Linked DNA regions of Mus musculus: regions 1 and 2 are each linked to region 3. Evidence: chromatin contacts called from public Hi-C and promoter capture Hi-C data. All regions are on one chromosome and are shown on one strand. Each heading gives the region's core, a stretch centred on a gene start, on an enhancer-like site or on the middle of the called end of the contact. The rest is flanking DNA. Distances are from core to core; before and after follow the strand shown. Region 1 overlaps Mthfd1l (methylenetetrahydrofolate dehydrogenase (NADP+ dependent) 1-like). Region 2 overlaps Mthfd1l (methylenetetrahydrofolate dehydrogenase (NADP+ dependent) 1-like). Region 3 holds the start of Armt1 (acidic residue methyltransferase 1).

The links. Promoter capture Hi-C pulls out the DNA fragments that hold promoters and counts their contacts. A called contact is a pair of places that touch in the nucleus more often than the background predicts.
Region 1: a contact with region 3 is called in a promoter capture Hi-C map of hematopoietic stem and progenitor cells. The contact joins the enhancer-like site here to the promoter of Armt1 in region 3. A contact is called at or near these places in 2 of 39 promoter capture datasets (the C10 cell line and hematopoietic stem and progenitor cells), 3 of 115 datasets of contacts at active chromatin or transcription factors (embryonic stem cells, extraembryonic endoderm stem cells and memory CD8 T cells) and 1 of 9 other capture datasets (embryonic stem cells).
Region 2: a Hi-C map of muscle stem cells shows a contact between it and region 3, with 3 times the contacts expected there. The contact joins the enhancer-like site here to the promoter of Armt1 in region 3. A contact is called at or near these places in 8 of 39 promoter capture datasets (the 3T3-L1 cell line, cranial neural crest, embryonic stem cells and 3 more), 1 of 15 datasets of contacts at CTCF or cohesin (embryonic stem cells), 1 of 484 Hi-C or Micro-C datasets (muscle stem cells), 8 of 115 datasets of contacts at active chromatin or transcription factors (astrocytes, cardiomyocytes, embryonic stem cells and 4 more) and 5 of 9 other capture datasets (adipose tissue, embryonic stem cells, liver and 2 more).

What each region holds. Positions count from the first base shown.
Region 1 is chr10:4,106,505-4,109,725 of GRCm38.p6, forward strand. It overlaps Mthfd1l (methylenetetrahydrofolate dehydrogenase (NADP+ dependent) 1-like), which reads left to right. Exons shown (of 28, transcript NM_172308.4): 26 at 1-25. Among named protein-coding and RNA genes, the nearest start is that of Gm25515, 3.8 kb to the left of the region's middle. Within about 2 kb of position 1,492, at least 136 of the 459 cell types and tissues checked have an H3K27ac peak or open chromatin away from gene starts, as enhancers often do. A contact at or near this core is called in embryonic stem cells, extraembryonic endoderm stem cells and hematopoietic stem and progenitor cells, where this site is marked.
Region 2 is chr10:3,994,499-3,997,712 of GRCm38.p6, forward strand. The region is part of intron 7 of Mthfd1l (methylenetetrahydrofolate dehydrogenase (NADP+ dependent) 1-like); the gene reads left to right. It also overlaps the pseudogene Gm16074. Among named protein-coding and RNA genes, the nearest start is that of Mthfd1l, 23 kb to the left of the region's middle. Within about 2 kb of position 1,628, at least 19 of the 459 cell types and tissues checked have an H3K27ac peak or open chromatin away from gene starts, as enhancers often do. A contact at or near this core is called in adipose tissue and muscle stem cells, where this site is marked.
Region 3 is chr10:4,431,200-4,434,083 of GRCm38.p6, forward strand. It overlaps Armt1 (acidic residue methyltransferase 1), which reads left to right and starts at 1,406. Exons shown (of 5, transcript NM_024261.2): 1 at 1,406-1,512. The coding sequence starts at 1,472. It overlaps Rmnd1 (required for meiotic nuclear division 1 homolog), which reads right to left and starts at 1,189. Exons shown (of 13, transcript NM_025343.6): 1 at 1,067-1,189.

The DNA of each region.
Region 1 (3,221 bases), core at 242-2,741, 320 kb before region 3:
GTTCATTTATCCTTTGGTGGGAACGGTGAGTACCAGACCTCAAAGCTATTCCTAGTTTGTGTTGCTGTCACGTCTTAATCATGCTCTGCCAACTCTACGAATCACACAGCAGGATGGAATTGACAATTTTTGCTGGTTTTCTAAGCACTCTTCCACCAATAACAGGGTGAAAATACACCTCTGCCATCTCGGGCCAGGCCCTTCTATTTTCAGATCATGTGTTCAGGAGCCACAGAGGCATAAAGTGAATTTCCTTCTGGGAGAGAGAAGAGAGTGAGTGGTCTCAAGATCTGTCTGCTGACTCAGCAGCAGTGTGGCCCAGTGACCGACTTCTGCTGCAACTCAGAGTTACGATATTGTATTTCTATGGGCAAGTTGGGGCTGGCTGCTCACAGTAGCCAGGACCCTAACAGCTACCCCAGGGGTGAGGGGGAATCAGTGGCCCACCCTCTGTTTCCTTCTTCAACACATCTTGTGTGTCCCTTTGGGATGACATTACACATACATCTTATTCCCAACATGTTATTGAAAAGTATGAAATAATATAAAATTGTCAAGTGGGGACATTTCACATTTAAACATAAAAGGAAACATTTTAGTGTAGTGGCTTTCAGGAGTCACACTATTATTAAGTAAAGTATTAGAAAAAGCCAGTGGTGTATACCTTTAATCACAGTATTGAGGAGACAGAGGCAGACAGACCCCTGTGTGTCCGAGACTAGTCAGTCTAATCTACATACTGAGTCCGTGCTCTATATAGTGAGACCTTGTCTTATGTGTGTGTGTGTGTGTGTGTGTGTGTGTGTGTGTGAGTGAGAGAGAGACAGAGAGAGACAGAGGGGGGGTGAGAGAGAGAGAGAGAGAGAGAGAGAGAGAGAGACCTTGTGACCCTGAACATAGGGAAGAAGCTGATTGGTAGACAGAATTGAGTCTAGTGTTAGCTCATTTGAAAGGTTGTCGGGACATAGGAAATAAGTCTCTTAGAAACATAGATGAAGCCAGGAAGATGGTCCTGTGGTGAATCTCCCACCCCACCCCACCCCCACCTCCATGGCCAGGCTAAGACCAAAGCTGTCCTGTAAAATCAGCGTGGACTCTTTCCCCCAGCCTGTTCCTGGGCCTGGCTCTCTGACTTATGACCTGTAATAAATGAATGCATGGAACAGTCCTGGAGCAGCAGCAGCTACTCACAGGTTTCCTGGAGTGAGCCATCAGTGACGTTATCTCAACGCAGAAGTTCCCCTGGTGGCTGCTCTCAGGGACAGAGGGAGTGTCCCTGCCTGCCCGAAATCAGGCCTGAGGAATCAGGAAGGAAGTGAGGCCTAAGTAAAGGGGGTCCAGGAAGGCAGGACACTGTCACTTGGAGGCACTCTGTGACAGTACAGGAAGCCATATGCAAGCTGGGCAAATTCCCCCAGGAGGCCAGGATCTCCTAATAAGGGTGGAATTTACTTTCTTTGTCCGCACTCTGGGCCCTCCCACAGACTTGCTGGAATGCATCAAGCATTCATCACTCCTCTGAGAGACATTGTGGTAACTTCCTGGTGGGATGACTAAGGAGAAGGAATGGGGGGTGGGGGGCGGGATGACACTCAGGGAACTGACCCCTGCAGGTGGGAAAATTCTAGCTGGATGAAGCAATGTTATGCTTAGTCATTCCACATTCAATTGCTATCAGGCATCGGAGATACTGAGATACAAGGCTAACCTCCAATCCCCACTCCCTGACGTCCACAATCAGAACTGTTCTCCATTCTTCAATAGAATTCATTCATTCATTCATTCATTCTCTTATTCAGCAAGTCATTAATGGTACCTCCAGCATGCATGGGGAAGAACGCGGTCCCTTACCTCCCGTGTGGGTTTCTGGTACAGAGACTCTGGTAAATAAATGTCCAACATGGACAGAACACTGTGAGCTTTAGAACACAGGGGCAGGTCCCCTCTTGGTGTGTCCTGAAGGCAGGCAGATAGCCCTTCTGTACCTCTGCTGCTGCTTAAGTCTTGAAAACAAAGAATTCCAGCATAAGCCAGTCCACCCGCGAGTGGTAACTGGGGTCAGCTTGACTGGTGTTGGGAAATCACATGGGGAATGCTGGAAAGGCGTCACCTCTTTGTCCTTCTGGGTATTAGCGGCTGGACACCTACCTGAACTTCCTTCCTTGCCTAGCTGTCGCCTGTGTTTTTGGGGCTGAGCTGTCACATCGCATTCTGTTTGGTAATTGCTTTAATTGGTGCTGATTAACACTTTCTAATGGCTAGTGTGGAGGCTTCTCTGGCCCATTTCACCTCCCCACGATTGATTTTTTTATAGAAACCCCTCGGCTCACCATCCCGAAGACTTTCTGGATGTGTGAGGGTAGCCAAGTATTTTTTCTACAGTCACTTTCTTTGTCCCTATGTAAAAATGCATTCCTGGGCTGGCAAGATGGCTCAGTGGATAGAGATGCTTGCTACCAAGTCTAACAACATCCCAAGTTTAATCCCAAGGACCCATATGGTAGGAAGAAAGACCCTGCTCCTAAAAATTGTCCACAGAATGCCACACATGCATGCACACACCCATACACAAAATTAATTATTGTAAAAGAATTTAAGGAACGTATTCCTGGGTGCCCCTGCTTCTTTAGGATGACATTACATATACATATTCTCCCCAACATATTATTGAAAATTACGAAATAATAAAAGATTGTCAACTGGTATAGTGCACACCTCAGTGCCTCTTTTCCTAAGAAATCATTTGCCAAATGCATTTTTTTTTTTTTGAGCAGGGGCAGAAGGAGCAAATACTTTCTTATAATTTTCCCAACCTCAAATTTTATAAACTACTCTATTCCTTGGAGCTGGTGATTTATAATAGCCAATAAACCCAAGAGCCTGTGTAACTTTTCAAAAAATAATCTCATGATGAAAGAGATTCGTGATATATATATCAGGTGTTCTCTGTCCTATCACATTGGTTCAGCCTTTAATTATTTACAAAGCCTCTTTAATCACTTGGCATGAAATATTATTTACTCTGTAAGCCATATATGTGAAGTAATGTTGGAACATAAATTCCTTAGAGAAAGGACCAGAAAGACCACACCAAACCCTTAGTGTGAAGTAGCGTATATCACTTTTATAACATAAAAAATATGATAAATGGGGAAATGATAAACCATAAGCACTTAGAACAATATTTAACTTGGGCCAAACACTTTCAGGAGAATCAGAGT
Region 2 (3,214 bases), core at 378-2,877, 440 kb before region 3:
TGAGAGTAATAGGTTTTTCTACATGGACTCAGAGGGTAAGAGCATTGCTCTCATCATTGTGATGTGTGGTATGTGTTCTCCTCTCCCCCTTGCATGTCACAGCCATTGCGCTCCCTGTGGGCCTCATGGACTTGGTCTTGTTAGTTCTAATGATAGCCAGACTTCGAAGAGACAAGGCAACCAGGCAGCCAGTTCACCAGTAAATGTGGTAACACCCACTTAAAAATGTGTTTTCTCCTCAAGGACGGTTTATGAAGTTGATCATAAAAGTTCTATTACTTCATCCTAAATTAAACTGAGAACAAGATGTGTTCTTCTAATCAGAAACTGCATTAATAAGGAAAGAGTGGTATAGAAAAGATTTTCTTTCCTTTTTTCTTAATGTATATAGTTTAACTCTTTTCTTTGTTCCGTTTAAGCTATGCTCATAGGTATCAGTCTGTTTTGGACTAGTATTAAAGATGGAAATAAAACAATTCGAACTAAAAAAAAAAAAAGATCACTAAGAGAAACTTCCCAACTGCTATTCTTGATACTCATGAGTAACCGTTTTAGAGTATAAAACTGGAGCAAAAAGGTTGCCAACCATCAACCCTTAACCTGATGGTGATTGTCATCTTAGCCAAGCTCTTTACCAGGCTGAGTCCCACATCTAAACCTTTGGGGTAGCAGTTGACTGCCTTCAATGAGAAAGGGATGAAGAAGGAACTTGGCCAGGCACTGTGACCATGACTGTAACTCCAGTACTCAGGAGGCTGAGTCAGGGAGACTGGTTCAAAGTTAGCTTTGGCTGCATATATAAGCTTGGAGGTATTGTTTATTTATACATTTTAATTGAGACTTTAACATTACTAGAACATATATATTCAGAAAGGAAACGTGGCTTGTTTTTTTTGTTTGTTTGTTTTTGCTTGAGTGTATGTCTGTGCACTCCATGCACATGGTGCCTTCAGAGGCCAGAAGAGGGCGCTGTGTCCTATTGGACTGGAGTTACCGAGGGTTGTGAATCTCCATGTGGGTCCTGGGACTCTTGAACCCAGGACCTTTAGAAAAGCAGCCAGCAATCCTAATTACTGAACCATCCTTCCAACGCCAAGCATTTGGGTTCTGTTCTGTTTTGTTTTGTTTAAGAAGTATTTATGTATTTTATGTATATGAGTGTACTGTAGCATCTTCAAACACACCAGAAGAGGGCATAGGATCCCACTACAGATGGTTGTGAGCCACCATGTGGTTGCTGGGAATTGAATTCAGGACCTCTGGAAGTACAGTCAGTGTGTTTAACCACTGAGCCATCTCTCCAGCCCTGCATTTGTTTCTTTATCTTAAGAAATTGCTTTAAAATCAGGTATGGCCCCCTTGGCCTGTTTTCTTAATCTGGACATTCGATTTGTGTTATCCTCATGTAGTGAGTGACTCCATCAAATACAGTAGGGACAGCAGAGTCTTGATTGGAAGTTCTAGCTCTCTGTCAGTTACCGGGATCAGTGGCGCCTGCCGGTATTCAGTGGGAAATGCCACAGCAAGCTCTTGGAGTTATAGACGGCACCATCCTGAGTGGTACAGTGAACCCCTGAACCTCCCGTGCTTTCACTCTTGCATCCCACCCGAGGTGAATTATCTCTGTCTGGCATAGCTTCACACTGTGAGCCTACCCACCTGTTTGTCACTCAGAGGCTCTGTTGGGTCCGATCTAGTGTGGCAATGTGATAGCTAACCATTGCTTTAATTGATAAGAACCCCAAGACATGAGAGTGGTCAAGCTGGTAATTTGGATCTAGCAGAGAAGCCCAAAGAGAAACTCTAAATGGCTTCCTTTGTGTGAAAAAGTGCAGTTATACGTGTGCCTGTATACCGCGGTCTACATACCATGGTCTGATACCCATGGTCTAGATGTAATTAGTATAATCTGGCTTCCAGAACCGGTCAGGGGTCTTGGAATATACTCTTGTCCCAGAATAATGAGTGCTGCTACATGCAGAATGATAACTAAAAATACATATTACTTGTTCTAAGGGATAGGGAGTAAGGGGCAGGTTAGAGAGCCCTACACGGAGGGCAGGGGTCTTGCTGCTTTTAAGAATGCGCTCTTTGACACACGTGGAAGAAACCTGTGTATGTTTTCAGTAGTCGCCACACGGGGGCAGCCTACTCAAGCAAATTCAAGAACAACTGACTTGCCTCGCCCTGCCTCTCCCTCTCTCATAGACTCAAACCTTGTGCTTGCTTAGCTTGGCTATGACTGAGTTACAGCCCCTATTTTGCACGCTAAGACCTAGAGTTTCTGGTTTGGAAGCAGTCGTGGAAGAGGAAAATAAGCCTTGCCCAGTGTTGGACAGCTGCGGCAGGCAGAGAAGATGCCTTCGATGTTTTCACAGCTGGCCGGAGACTTTGGCTGGTTGTATCCGTATTTTTTGAAAAACAAAGACATTTTTTAAAAGTCCTTTTTTATTATGAAAGTAAATCACCTAGAGGCTTCTGTGGAGTGAAGCTCAACCCGACTCTGAGAGGATTCCAAAGCAGTGGTTTTTCTGGAGAATATGGAGACGGTGAACGTTCCGTTTTCTGCATATCTCAGAAGCTTCTGTTCAGTAATTGCTATGCATTTTCCTCCTTATTCCTTCACGTGACGGCAGAATCGTGGAGAATCAGAAACACTTGATTTTAGCCCAGAGGCCGCATGTGTGTTGATGTGTATGAGTGCGTGTGTGTGCGCGCGCGCGCGTGTGTACGCATGCGTGTGTGTGTGTGTGTGTGTGTGTGTGTGTGTGCCTGTGTGTGCGTGCGTGTGTGTGTGTGTGTGTGTGTGTGTGTGTGTGTGTGTGTGTATGGGTGGGTGTGTGTACAGACAAGAGTACAACCTTAGGTGTTATCCTCACAAGCCATCTGCCCTATGAGACAGTGTCCATCACTGACCTGGAATTCACCAGATAATCTGTTCTGGCTGATCATTGAGCTCCTGGGGAGTCTGTCCGTCTCCACCTCCTCCATGTGGGATACAAGCACGCATGCACCACCTTACCAGGCTCAAGTACTCAAACTTATGAGCCTATGGGAGCCCTTCTCATTCACATCACCACAGAGGCCTTCAATAGAGCTAAGCAGAAGCCAGCACCAAGCTCTTGAACCTGAAAAACTAGAAACCAACTCAACCAATCTCCAGTCTCGGGTGTTTCGTTACAGTAACAGTAAATGAACTGGAGAATGAAACTGA
Region 3 (2,884 bases), core at 156-2,655:
ACATTTACAATAAAAGCCAATGCCCCTAAAACGCCCTTCTGAGCCTTCTGCAACACTGCAGCATTCCCTATAGAATGCCTTTGTTCCAGGCCCTCTGGGCCTTTCCACTCACCTGTCCACAAGCTCTCCTCCTAAGGACTTGACTCCCTCAGTGACTTGGTATAATACATATAACCAACACACATCCATCACATCCACTTTGGATTTTCAAGACTGGATTTCTCTGGATAACCTATAATTTCTCTCTTTGACTGGCCTGGAACTTGCTTTGTACACCAGGCTGGCCTCTGCCTCTGGAGTGACAGGATTAATACTTATAACCAACACTCATCCATTCTCTTGCTATTTTTTACTTTGTCCTCATATTTAGCACCACTTACATACCTTGTATTTTTAGCTTTTTAATTCATGCAATGACTACTCCTTACCGTGTGCAGTATGCTAGCTCTGGAAATGAGCAAATAAGGGATAATATATATTAGTTAGCGACAGTGATATCAGAAAGCAATAAAGGAGATTTTTGCCTCTCTTCAAAAGCAGGTTTCTGTGTTTGTCCCCCTATGCTCAGTGACAGTAGTGTCCTTGGGCACAGAGGCGTCAAGTAAATTTTTAAAATGAAACACAAGGGAGCTGCAGTTTTTGAGCATTATCCTTAAGCATAATATGTCCATGTGCCTAAGGATAGCACTAATTGCACTTAGTGTTTTAAGTTGGGAGTGGGACATGGGTAGGCCTAGGCGTTTGACGGCAGGGCTGGGGGTGGTGGTGGACATAACCAAAATATATTGTACATGAGATGCAGAATACCATCAATGAAAAAAGCGGCTGCATCCAGGTTAGATTCAGCGGGTAAGTGGGGCTGACCTTTGGGAGCACTTCTTCCAGTTCCTAAGTTCAAGGTGATTTCATGCACCTTGGCAGCTACTACTATGCCCTGCTTCCAACTCGGCGGGGTCGGGAGTGTTTGGCTTGAGGTGCTTCGGATTCCCGGCTAAATTCCCAGGCCCTGGCCGAAGCCCACACCTCCTCACCAGCTTCTCCGGCTGGGGAAGCGCGAAGCACTGACCTGTGCGCGGAGAGGACGACCGCGACGCCCACGCGCACGCTCCCGCCGCAGGAACCTCTGCGGAAACACACCCCGCCCCGCCCCGCTGCGGCGCAGGCGCACTGCAAGCCCCAGGCCGGCAAGCTGGGACACGTGACCGTCCGAACACGTGACCGCTCCGCGCCCCCCCCCCCCCCTTCCGCTCGGCGGGCTACCGCCTCCGGTCCTCCAGGGCTTCCGCTCGCGTAGCCGGAAGGCCCTTGCGCCCCATGTTCTGACCCTGGCCAGACCACCAAATAAAGTTTCTGAGTTCAAAAGCGCTTAAAAAAAAAAAAAAAAAAAAAAAAAGCTCCAACGCTTCCTTTCTGGAACCGCGGCCGTTGAACCCCGGGCGACGCCAGTTGAGTGGCTTGTGGTGCCGGTGTGATGGCCGAGTCCCCGGCGTTTCTTTCCGCTAAGGACGAGGGGTGCGTCTCGCTTTTTTTTTCTTGCGCTCTTGGGAGAAAAAACCCATGTTGGGTGAGGAAGCTGTGGGCGGTCGGGAGCGCCGGATCCTCAAGCTGAGAGTTCGAGTCCCACCTCGGTGGGAGAGAGCCGGCTCGCTGTGCTGGCCGGCGTCAGGACCTAGCTAGTTCCGCTGTGTACCTTCTTCCTTTCTGTCCCGAATTGAGACGCTGGGGCAGGAGTATTGCTGCGAGTTAAAGCCAGCTTGAGCTCGTAGTGAGTTCGAGCTCACTGTGGGATACATTAGGAAAAAGCTTGTCTCTAACAAGTGAGAAGGAAAGGCGCTGCGGGGGCCAACAATTAGGACTCATACCTACTGCGGTGTGTATTAATGGTATGGGTCAAACTAATAACTCTATATTTAAAAACGTCCTAATTTTGCGTGTGCGCGCACATGCCATTATTCGCGTTAGAGGTCAGAGGACAGCTCTGGAGCCGATTTTGTTCCTTCACCTCTCAGGAGTTCAACGAGAACTCGGTCGCGGGCAGCAGATTTATCATGTGCCTTTACCCACTGAGCCATCTCACTGGCCCCCAAAATAAACATCATTAGAAGTAGTTCTTGCAATTTTCATCTTTAGAGTTTTCCCCCCTATACACACTTCTCATGAAATTTGTTAGGCACAATCGATTCACCAAAACAGCTAATAGCAAAATGGAACAATTAGTGGGACGTTAGTTTACTTTAAATTTAATTAAAATTATTTAAAACTTACAGATCGTTGACTGCTGGAATTTTCCACTTGCAATGTTTTTAAACTGGTTGAGTGCCCCTGGGAAGGCAAACCTGTGGACAAAGGGGGAATTACAATATGCTACAACGCTGAGAGCAAAGTTATAAGTAAGAGCAGAAATAAGCATTGGCTAAGTAGCCAATCTTCTTGTCTGGCTGGATGGTTGGTTTTCTTTTGACACGGAGCTATTGAATTATGTAGTGAAGGATGACCTGGGACTCCCAATACTCCTGCCATTATACTCTGTGTCATTATAGAGGGAGACACCACTAGGCTCCAAATTCATATTTCAAATACTTTATTTTCAAATGATTTAATTAGTTTTTATGTGTTGGGGGAGTGTGGCACTCACCTGTGACATTACCCAGGAATGGACGTCAGAGGACGACTTGTGTAGGGAGTCCCCTTTGTCCTTCTACCATGTGGGTTCCAGGGATCGAACTCAGGAGGTTGTACTTGGTAGCAGGTGCCCTTCCCTGCTGAGGCCTGTCTCCAGCCCCTGGAATAGTTCCTAGGTGCTTAGGTGTGGCCTACCCTGCCCTGTAACTCTAGCTCTAGGGGATCCAGAGCCTCTGGCCCCAGCAGTCACCTGCACATACCC